Linked DNA regions of Rattus norvegicus: region 1 is linked to region 2. Evidence: chromatin contacts called from public Hi-C data. All regions are on one chromosome and are shown on one strand. Each heading gives the region's core, a stretch centred on a gene start, on an enhancer-like site or on the middle of the called end of the contact. The rest is flanking DNA. Distances are from core to core; before and after follow the strand shown. Region 1 overlaps Kat2b (lysine acetyltransferase 2B). Region 2 holds the start of Kat2b (lysine acetyltransferase 2B).

Evidence for each region. A called contact is a pair of places that touch in the nucleus more often than the background predicts.
Region 1: a Hi-C map of the A7r5 cell line shows a contact between it and region 2, with 1.9 times the contacts expected there. The contact joins the enhancer-like site here to the promoter of Kat2b in region 2. A contact is called at or near these places in 3 of 12 Hi-C or Micro-C datasets (the A7r5 cell line, Schwann cells and psoas muscle).

What each region holds. Positions count from the first base shown.
Region 1 is chr9:6,881,776-6,887,143 of GRCr8, reverse strand. It overlaps Kat2b (lysine acetyltransferase 2B), which reads right to left. Exons shown (of 18, transcript NM_001024252.2): 10 at 2,920-3,128; 11 at 1,429-1,555. Among named protein-coding and RNA genes, the nearest start is that of Sgo1, 40 kb to the left of the region's middle. Within about 2 kb of position 2,658, at least 7 of the 93 cell types and tissues checked have an H3K27ac peak or open chromatin away from gene starts, as enhancers often do. A contact at or near this core is called in the A7r5 cell line, where this site is marked.
Region 2 is chr9:6,795,345-6,800,952 of GRCr8, reverse strand. It overlaps Kat2b (lysine acetyltransferase 2B), which reads right to left and starts at 1,808. Exons shown (of 18, transcript NM_001024252.2): 1 at 1,224-1,808. The coding sequence starts at 1,472.

The DNA of each region.
Region 1 (5,368 bases), core at 1,409-3,908, 85 kb before region 2:
ATGTTGACAATTCCTCATGATGCTGAATTTTAAGTTCAGTGAAATATACTTGAAAAAAATGACCTCTCCTGCCTTTACCTGCTTTTTTGAAGTAGATTTTCTAAAAAGTTTAGACTACATACGTTGATGGCTCGTGTGTGCAGTCTCCACATATTCTGTTGAACAACTTGCCTCAGGCCCTAAAACAACTCTTTGTGCAGCTGCCACTGACCCCTAAACTATTCACAGCCCCTATTGACAGGGTTTCTTCACATGCTTGCATCTGTCCGCAACCTGTGGGTCTTAACCCCTTTCCGGTCAGATATCAAATATCCTGCATATCAGATATTTACGTTACAATTTATAACTAGCAAAATTACAGTTGTGAAGTAGTAACCAAAGTAATTTTCAGTCTGGGGGTCGGCACAGCATGAGGAACTGTATTAAAGGGTTGCAGCTTTAGGAAAGTTGTGAACCACTGCTCTAGAGTTGAATGCTAAAAAAGCATAACGTTCTTAGATGAAAGCCACGTCCTCAGAGAAAGAGTAGAATCTGACAGGGTCTAGAGCTCTTTGGACCCAGCACATCTGGGTTATTCCGGGCAAACCAAGTCAACCCTAAGAAAGCACAGTTTTACCTCCAAGGAACAGAGGACCTGTGCCAGAGACAACATGGGAGGGGCAGAGGAGTACTCCAGCAAGACCAAAACCTACGTGAGGGAATAGGGTTTCAGCTCTGTGTGGCAAAATGCTAAACAGACCTCTGGGTTCAAGGGAATGCTCAGAACCAAATGCATGTAAATACTTTGTTTATATTGAAATTTGTCATAATTTTTCTGCCTGTTTTTATTTTTAGACAGGGTCTTCTGGGCTATCCTGGACTTAATATAATAGGTAGACCAAGCTGGCCTCAAATTCAGAGATCTGCCTACCTCTCCTTCCTACTTACTGGGATTAAATCTGTGGGCCATCACATTCAACCCCTTCTGGGGTTTCCTTAATACTCATCTCTACAGACAAGGTCATGAGACTCCCACTTAAGTGTGTGAGATAACTAAATCGTGTATGTGTGTCTGTCTGTCTACTTGTGTCTGTCTCTCTGTATCTGTCTATTTGTGTCTGTCTCTGTGTGTGTGAGTGTGTGTGTCCGTGTCTGTGTCTGTCTGCCCATCTGATTTTCTGCATCTGTTACATGTAAATTAACAATAATCACAGGTATACTTTCAAACCTCTGTCTGCCATCTGTCAGAATACATGCTCAGCTTGGACAAAGCCTGTGTGTAACCCTACTGAGAATATTCAGGCCAGTGCACTGTCCCCACACACACACAGTGGAGAACTTCTAAGGAAGGCCTGCCCCTCTGAGACGAGCCTAGAGGGAACTCCCGTGCGGCACAGCCCAGCACAGCACTGCCTCCGCTTCCCTGCTAAGGTCCTGGGTGTCTCTTACCTTGACCTGTTCATTTGAGGTTACCGCACAGAAAACAATCTCTGTAAATCCCTGGGATGGAAACATCCGGAAACAGATACCACCAATGACACGGCCATCTTTAATTAAAGCAAGGGTTTTGTGTTTCCTGAAAAATAAAATAAGGTCGAGTCAAAGTTTTATCTTTTTGGGTTATGTAAAACATGTTTGGAGATGTTCCTTGTTGGCTAAAGAGGCTTGGAGGCGGATGGGGGAAATTCTTTCATCTAGATTCTAAGCAGCCATTTCCCTGGACTCTAGGAGGCAAGCCTACTTTATCAGAGCTCCCACCAAAACAAAGGAAGCCTTCCCTAAGAAGAGCCTGAGCCCGTAGGTGTGTGCTTGGAGAGGCTCTGAAACCGGCATCCCAATGCCTAGGCACGGGCTATGGGAGGTGGAGAGAGAGCTCAAAGCTGTACACAGAATGGCACGCATTTCTGAAGAGTTCACACTTACACAGATAGTGACATTATACCAAAAAACACAACATTCACATGTAGGATCTGTCAAGCCCCGCAGTGTGGAATCTCACCAGACTGTCTCACTCTGACTTGCCAGATGCACAGGACGCATTTCACACAGGCTGTCTGAATAACTAGGTCAAAATATAGCCAGCCGGAGACATCTGCCTACTTGTTGTTGGGGTTTTTTGTTTGTTTGTTTGTTTTGTTTTGTTTTTTATTTTGTTTGTTTGTAGAACTGTGTAATAAACCTAGGGCTTTGTTCATGCTAGGGGAGCCCTGAGCTACATCCTCATCCTTGGCTGTTTTGTTTCAGTTTTTCGATTTTCTAGGTTAACCTATCCTAAATCCCAATAATTTTCCCAAGGTTTACAGAGCATATGGCATAACAGATTGTGCTGTCCACTGTACTTCATCTGAAGATCCAATGACACTTTGGAGCAACCCTACCTATGGGTACATGGTCTACAGTGGTACACGGTTACTACAACAAAGACAAGAATGTATTGACTATGAACTAAAACACCCTAGTACTGCCCTAGTGTTGCTATGTTCCATGGCTAAAAAAGAAAGTGGTACATCAGCTTTTTGTGTTACTTCATTCATTCATTCGTGTGTAGAGCTGAGTGTGTGCGAGCACACACAGTCACATAAGTGAACGTCACTCATGTGTTGAAGTCAGAGAACAGTTTGTGAGAGTTGCTTCTCGCCTTCTACCACATAGGCCCCGGGGATTGATCGCAGATCGTCAGGCTTGGCAGCAACCCAAAAGACTTTACCCGCTGAGTCATCTCACCAACCCCGGCAACTTAAGCTATAAAATTTCAGTCTATTAATAAGAACGTGTAAAAATTGTTGATAAGTTAATCCTAGTGATCTTGCCATGAAAAATTATATCAGTGAGTCTGTCAATAGCAGGACAGGAGGCAGCTGCATTCCAAAGGCCGAGTGTCACTATCTGAATTATTCCCCCTGTACTGGAGAAGGAATAAGGAAGATGAGTTGAACTTACGGGTCAAAGACAAGCCGTGTGATGTACTCTTTGGGCATGCGGGGAAGCTGGTGGGAAAACACATTCTGTAGGCCCACCAGCCACATCAGCATCTTCTTATTTGGTTTCTGGTTCAGGGAATTGCCCACCACGTGGAATTCAATGACGCCCCTGCGTTCTTCCAGCCTTGCGGCCTCATCTCTGGCCGAATGTGCTGACAGAAAATTGGTCTGAGATCCAGAAGACAAGAATAGATTACAATGGGCTTTTCTTTGAAAGTGGTGGACTGGATCACGTGACATCATTCTGCGTTCTAACAATACTCTGAGGTGAATTTCAGGGTCTTAGTTACATGGGCACAGGAGTACCTGTGCCTCCTCGCCCCACAAGTTATGAAGACAAAATGGAAAGGTGGATTAAGTAGGCTAGGTAGATGACTCAGCAGTTAAAGGATCTACTGTATAATCAGGCAGACCGGAGTGTGGATCCCAGTATCCACGGAATAAGCCAGGAGCATCCTGTTGTACACTTGTAACCCCAGCTCCACAGAAGGCATAGACAGAAGGGTCACTGGGGCTTGCTGGCTTCCAGCCTAGCCAAGAAAATAAGCAAGAGCCCCAGGTTAAGACCCCATCTCGAGGGGCTGGGGATTTAGCTCAGTGGTAGAGCGCTTACCTAGGAAGCGCAAGGCCCTGGGTTCGGTTCCCAGCTCCGAAAAAAAGAACCAAAAAAAAAAAAAAAAAAGACCCCATCTCGAGGGGTTGGGGATTTAGCTCAGTGGTAGAGCACTTGCCTAGCAAGCGCAAGGCCCTGGGTTCGGTCCCCAGCTCCGAAAAAGAAAAGAAAAGAAAGGAAAGGAAAGGAAAGGAAAGGAAAGGAAAGGAAAGAAAAGAAAAGAAAAGAAAAGAAAAGAAAAGAAAAGAAAAGAAAAGAAAAGAAAAGAAGACCCCATCTAGAAAGGCTTGAAGAAAGTTGGAGGGGAAGATACTGAATACCCTCTTCTAGACTTTACACATACATAGGCCTGAGAAACCACAGACACAAAAGTAAGTGAATGAAGTCAGTAGACAAGTCAGCATTGCGAAAAGTTAATGTGTGCATCTGCATTATATTTTCTATGGATTAGGCATCAGAAAACGTTGTTGTTGTTTCAGAGACAGGGTCTTGCTTGTATGTATAATCTGGCCTTGAACTAACATCCTCCTGCCTCAGCTTCTCTAGTGACAGGGAGTATACACATCACTTCTGCTTAGGAAAACTGTTCTGTAAGAGAACCTATAGAAAACATTTTAGAAGGGCTGAGGAGACAGCACAGTGACTAAAGCACTTGCCTCACAATATGAGGACCAGGGTGTACACCTGCACCTAGGAGTTCAAGTGGATCTGGTGGTCAACGGCAGAGCAAGGTGACTACTGAGATTGGTCAAAAACCAAATTCTGTGTTTGTTTTTGTTTTGAGAGCATCTGCCACACACGGGCACTGGTATCCTGCTGCACCCATGTGAACACATGTATCAACACAAAAGTTATTTTTAAGACAATATTGTAGAGTGTTAGAAAGATGGCTCTGTGGTTAAGAATATGCACTGCTCTTCGAGAGGACCCGAGTGTGGGTCCTACAGAAAACACACTGGGAGCTCACAACTGCCTGTAACTCCAGGCCAGAGTATCTGACATCCTTTCCTGGCCTCTTTGGGCACCTGCATTTGCACATATACATAATCCCACACAGAGAGACACATATGCACATAATGTAAACAATAAAATAAAATATTTTAGCTATTTTTAATGACATGGTCTCTCTCAACAACTCAGCTGCTGTTGTAGCATACAAGCAGACATAGCCACACTAGTATAGAACACTTGGCATGATTTTCCAACTTTAAGGAGGGTAGAAGAGCTGGAGAAAAGGCTCAGCAGTTCACAATGCCTGCTGTCCTACAGGGACCCAAGCTTGTTTTCAAGCACCCATACTGGGAGGCTCACAAGTGCCTACAGCTCCAGCCAGCCAATGCCCCTTTCTGACTTCTGTGGGCAGCCACACATATATGGCATATACTCAGACATATGTCATAAGTAAACAAAAATACATGTAAAAATTCTGAATTGGGAGATCAGTGGCTTAGCAGGTAAGGGTGCATGACACGAAACCTGACAACCTAAGTTCAATGCCTGGACAAAGACCATCCCTTCATACTGGCCTCTCTAAGCTCCGTATTCACACCATGGCATGGTGTCTCCACAGGTGCATGAACACACATACACACAGGCACATTAAGTAAGTCGGTGTTCATTTTAAGGAGAGAACCAATACGATGGAGTATCAGGCGAAGGTGTTCACTGCACAAAACTGATGACTTCAGTTTGAGGCCCAGAATCCACAACTAAAGGAGAGAACTGACTACTGAAAGTTGTCCCCTAGCCTCTATACAAGAGTGACTCACTCACACAACATAATAACAACATAAAA
Region 2 (5,608 bases), core at 559-3,058:
CAACCTCCTAATTTAGCAACAGCAGTTCCAAGAGAGCGATCACAAAGCTTATCAATGTGTATAAAGCACTGCACTGGTGCCCTCTCAGGAAGGCACAGCGGGTGCACGACCTAAATAGAGGGTGACAGCATGGATAAACAGGAGTTGGTCACAATGGAAGGCCATGCTTGAGACCATCCAAGGTCCTTGAAGCTCCAGTAAACATTACAACAAGAATCCCCCGGGAGGAATGTCATCTACCAGGTTTATTCATCCTCGCTGTACAGTCGGAAGTGGGGATGAGAATCTGAATGCTGGGGACGTGACTCCTTTGACAGCAAGCAACTCTGAAGGGAGGTGTGAGTGCGCCTCTCCCCGGTCCCAACCACAGGCCGCGCGAGCTAACAAGGCCAAGTCCCCGCCCCACTTCTGCTGTCACCCTGTCAAAACAAAGCCGCGGTCTACAGCGCGGAGTAGCTCTCCAATGCGGCCTGGGGAGCAGAGCCCCCCTACACGTGCTCTATAGCTGGATGCCCCGAGGTGCCTAAAACCCTCTGGGAGGGAAAATGACAAGAAAGCTGTGCTCAAACTGAGCAGACCCGCTCGCCGCCCGGGCTGTCACCTTGCCAGACCCTGTTTACACTCTAAGCCGCCAGGATCGCGCTTTCGCTTAAATAAGTAATAACAATAATGACAGGGCCGTCGCCGCACGGCCGAGGCCGCCAGGCGCCAAAGGACCCGGGCTTGGGGCAGTGCCCACCTCCCACCCCGTGCTCCGCCCCTTCACTCCCGCGGAGCGCCAGGATTCCAGGACACTTCTGGACGCTCACTCCACAGCCCAGCTCCTCCTAGCGGGGCTCAATGGGGAGAGAGAACGCAGGGAGACACATTAAGATGCCCCCAACCCCAAAATGCTGCTTCCCAGCCCCGACTGATCCGCCACACCAAGCACAGTTACGCTCCCTGTGAAAGGGCTCCGGCGAGTTCCTACAGAGAGGAAAAGCCCCAGAGTACCCCGAGCGCTCGAAAGCCAAGACTCATCCTTCCCAGAAGAAGAACACAGCCAGATCTAGATGACCCCCTACCCCTGCCCCAGTGAGACGCTGTGCGAGCCGCAGCGGCAGAGCGCGCGTAGAGAATGTAGCACTTCCGCGGTGCCGGCGGGAAGCTGGGAGTACGGTGGGGGAGGGGTGGGGGTCCCGGCCCGCCCGTGACCCCGCGATTGTGTTCTTCCCAGCGGGTACCTTGCAGGCGGAGTACACGCCGAGTTTCTCCAGTTTCTTCGCCCGCGGAGCAGAGCGCAGCTGCGCCTTCTTCACGGCGATCCGGGCCGAGCCGCCTCCTCCCGGTCCTTCTGCCGTGCCCGCCGCGGCCACGGCGGTCGCTGGCCCGCAGGAAGCAGAGCTCCCGGCGGCGGTGGCCAGGGTCCGGGGAGAACCGTGCGGGGGCGCGGGCGGCAGTGCTGGGGGCCCGACCCCACCAGCCTCAGCCATGCCGCCCCGACTGTCACCCGCAGCCGCCAGGGTCCCCGCGGGCGCCGGTGGCGGAGCCGAGACCCTCCCCCCTCGGCCGCCGCCCTGCGCCCTCCCCGCCCCCGCCGCGCTCGGCCGCCAGCGATCGCAGGCCCCCGCGCCTCCCCGGGAGGCTAGGACGCTAGCGGGCCCGAGCGCCCTGACCGCGCTCTGCTCCCCTGGGCCTCCGGCATGCTGCTGCAAGCGTAGCCGCCCGCCCGGAGCGCCAGGGCCCGTAGGTGACCGGCGACCCGCGAGGCCGGGCCGCTGCAGCCCAGGCACCTGCCGCCCTGCGCTGCTGGCGTCCCTGGGCCTGACACCCTCCCGCGCCGAGACCCAACTTCCTCCACCCTAGCGGGAGCCGGAGGAAAAAATGTTTTCCAGAAGTACCCGTCAGCGGCCAATCCTCCTCTTTGTTGCTAATTCACCAAAATCATGGCGTGAAGGGGTGTTTTGTTTTTTTGTGTTTTTTTTTTTTTTTTACTTTGGGCTAAACTTTTTCTTTTAAGGATTCTTCCCCATCCTCTTTCCCTGGTAGTTTCTGAACCGAATATGACCAAAGAGAGAAGACTCAATTCTCTCTCTCTCTCTCTCTCTCTCTCTCTCTCTCTCTCTCTCTCTCTGTGTGTGTGTGTGTGTGTGTGTGTATTCACACGTATATAATACTTGTTGGTTAGAGTACATTACATGTCGGCAAAATGAAAACTAAACGCGTGGAAAAAGTTTGAAATGAGTCTGCCTGCAGGGTTCACTCCGGGCTGGCTAAAGTCTGCTGCTAGTTTATTGTCTATTATATTTTCAAAGACGAAATCCGGGCATGCAAGTTAACCAGAAAGACAGCGTCCAGGAAAGTGATACCAATTTTGACTTAAACTTCAAAAGCAAAATTATTGTCCCTGTCTCTGATGGCAGAAAGAGGTTGTTTCGGTTGTTCACCATGGGTCAACCTTTCTAAAGCGACTTGAAAAGCCCTGCATTGCCTGTCAGCACCGTTTCAAGTGCCCTAATTCTGCGGAGCAAGCATAGTCATGATGTGGGACAATGATCGTAATGAGTTTGTGATTGGTTTGTCTCACAAGCTTGGCAGCTCCTGCTGAACTCCAGCCATATGGGATGTGCTTTCCCTTGCAAATACTCGTTTACCAGTCGGTCCTGCTAAAAATTACACTTTATGTTTCAAGATGCGTTTTTCCAGATTCTGTGTCCTTTTAACGCAGAGCAATGCTATGCGGGGGGGGGGGGGGGGGGGGGAGTTTCTTCTCAAAGGAATGAAGCCTACGGCTGGGAAATTGCAGTCTTCCTGGCCTATATTTGACCAACGCCCCCTACCTAGGCTTGACCTTAGCCCACTGTGGAAGCTCAATAGAGTGAGACTCTTTCCTCAACAATTAATTAATTAATTAATTAATAAACCGATAAGGCCAGGTGTGTTGGTCCTCACCTTTGACCTCAGAATTACAGAATCAGAGACAGGCCAGTCTCTGAGTTTTAGGCATTCTAGTCTAAGTTAAGAGTTCCAGGTCAGCCAGGACTACGCAGTGAAATCTTGTATATAAACAAACAAGCAAGAAAAAGAAAACAAACAGAAAAACTCATCAGGTTTTACATCGCTGTCCTGTCCTTTCTACAGCTGCTCCTACAATAATGTCTGTCATTAAACCATTATTGGGGGATGTAGGTTCTCTTGTCTGTTCCTAGTGTCCTTCTTCTAACACTTTTTAAATGGATTCTGAAGGAAGCTTGAGGCCCATTGTATTGCAGTGAGCTATAAATCCTGGCGGCTGCCCAGAAGAAAACAGAGAAGGAAGAGAGAAACTGGCTCATTTTTAGAGTCCAGAAAAGAAAGTCTGCTCTGCTCTTGGAGCTGGATGGGGTGTAAGCAGCTGTACAGAAGGTGGGTTGGGGTGTGTATATCCTTCAGAGAAAAGCAGAGAATGCCCAGAGGGTCGGGGGACAGTATTCTTATGCTTTTGGCCAGAAACCAAAGAAGAACGGTGGGAAAGTCAAAAATAAACCTTTTGAGTTAAGAGGTCAGCAAGTATAGCAGTCAGTCTAGCAGCCTGTAAGTGACTGCACAGAGGGGCTTATGGGTAAGTATAAGAACATCATCTCATTTAAGAGGTTGAAAACTTTTCCCATCTCCTTAATGTGTTTGTGGGTATATCAGTTTTCCTAAAAACTGGTCACCTGGGCAGATGATATTTTGTCGCTTTTCGAGACAGGGTTTTGAGACAGATGGCCTAGCTGTCCTGGAATTCAATTTGTAAACCAGGCTGGCCACCCATGAACTCACATAAGTCCTCCTGCCTCTGCCTTCTGAGAGCTGGGATTATTAAAAGCATGTATACAGCTGGTGATTTGACAGGCCCAGATGGGAGGGAATAGTCTTTGAGACCCGTGTGTTTTGTTTCAGGCAGCTTCAAATGTCTTATCTCCACCCAGTCAGAAATAGATCTGAGTTCCTTATCTTTGTCTAAAAAGAAAAAAAAAGTGTCGCAGAGTAGATTAAAGGTAATGTTTTAGAAAAGAAACCTATGTAGGCACTGGTTACTCATGCCGGTAATCCCAGCACTTAGAAGGCAGAGGCTGGTAGGCTACATAGTGAGATCCTGTCTCAAAAAGTAAAAACAAGCACGTAAAATAGCCAGGCTTGGTGCTGGTGAGGTGGGCAGCAGTTCAGAGCACTGTTGCTTTTGCAGAGAACCCGGGTTCAATTCCTATCATCCACATGGCCACTCACAGCCATTTTAACTCCAGTTCCAAGAGATCCACTCCTTCCGACCTCCATGGGTACCAGGCAAGCACATGGGACACATGCATACGTTACATACAGGCAAAACACACACACACTTAAAACCAATAAACCCAAAACGATTCTTTTTAAATAGCCAAGCTTTGGCGCGCGAGGTGGGGGGGGGGGGGGGGGGGGACCGGGGACCGCGCTTTCCGGAATGGATCTCAAGAAAGCCTGCTACTCCCACCCTCCTCTCTTTCCTAAGGTATTTTAAATTCTAAGGATGGGCAATTGCCATACTTCCCTTTCTACAGAATGGTGTGGTAGCCTGGGGTAATGATTCCCGATTGTAATCCCAGATATTGGAAGCAAGTTAAAAGCCAGTCTTGGGTACCTAATGATCCGGAAGCCAGCAAGGCTACACAATGAGACCCTACCTTGAAGTTACTTAATTAGATTAAAAGTTCTGTTGCCATGTAAATAGGAGAGAACAGTGCTCATCGTGAAGGGGGTCTATCCTCAAGGACTGGCATACTAAGGCCTATTCATCTTTCGGACACAACTAAGTGACTGCTGTTCTCAGATCAAGTTCTTTTTGACATTTTTTTCTTTTACTTTGATCAGGTTTCTCACATCATGACATTGACAAAGGCCAAGAGGGTATTACGTTCCACGTCTGCCCATTGTTACCCGGATTATTTGTCCACTTCAGATTTGTCTGTGCCACCGGATGTAAATATTATCTCGAAAAACGGGTGATGGGATCGAGGGGTGGATGTGGCGGTGCATCCTCGAGGGGAGAGAAAAGCGAAGGTGGGGGATGGGTTTCTGTGAGTTCAAGGCTAGCCTAGTCTAGGTGATAAGTTCCAGGCCAGTCTGAACTACAGAAACCTCACCTGAAAACAACAATTAGCCTTCTTGAGAATGGAAAGGTTTGAGCCTGAGGCCAGTCTATTATACATAGAGAATTCCAGGATGGGTTGTTCCACATAGCAACACACTGGTGAGGAACCAAAATAAATTTAATAAATTAAATTTTAAGATTATTTATTTTTATTTTATGTACATTGGCATTCTGCTGGCTTGTATGTCTGTGTGAGGGTGTCGGATCCCCTGGAACTGGAGTAACAGTTGTGAGCTGCCACGTGGGTGCTGGGAATTGAACCCAGGTCCTTTGGGAGAGCAGCTAGTCCTCTTCCATTTTTTTTTTTTTTTTTTGGTTCTTTTTTTCAGAGCTGGGGACCGAACCCAGGGCCTTGCGCTTCCTAGGTAAGCGCTCTACCACTGAGCTAAGTCCCCAGCCCCCCATTTTTTAAAAGAAGGAAGACTTTCTGACTATGGTGACACTTAACTGCAACCCTGGTTATAGGAAGGGACTTATTGT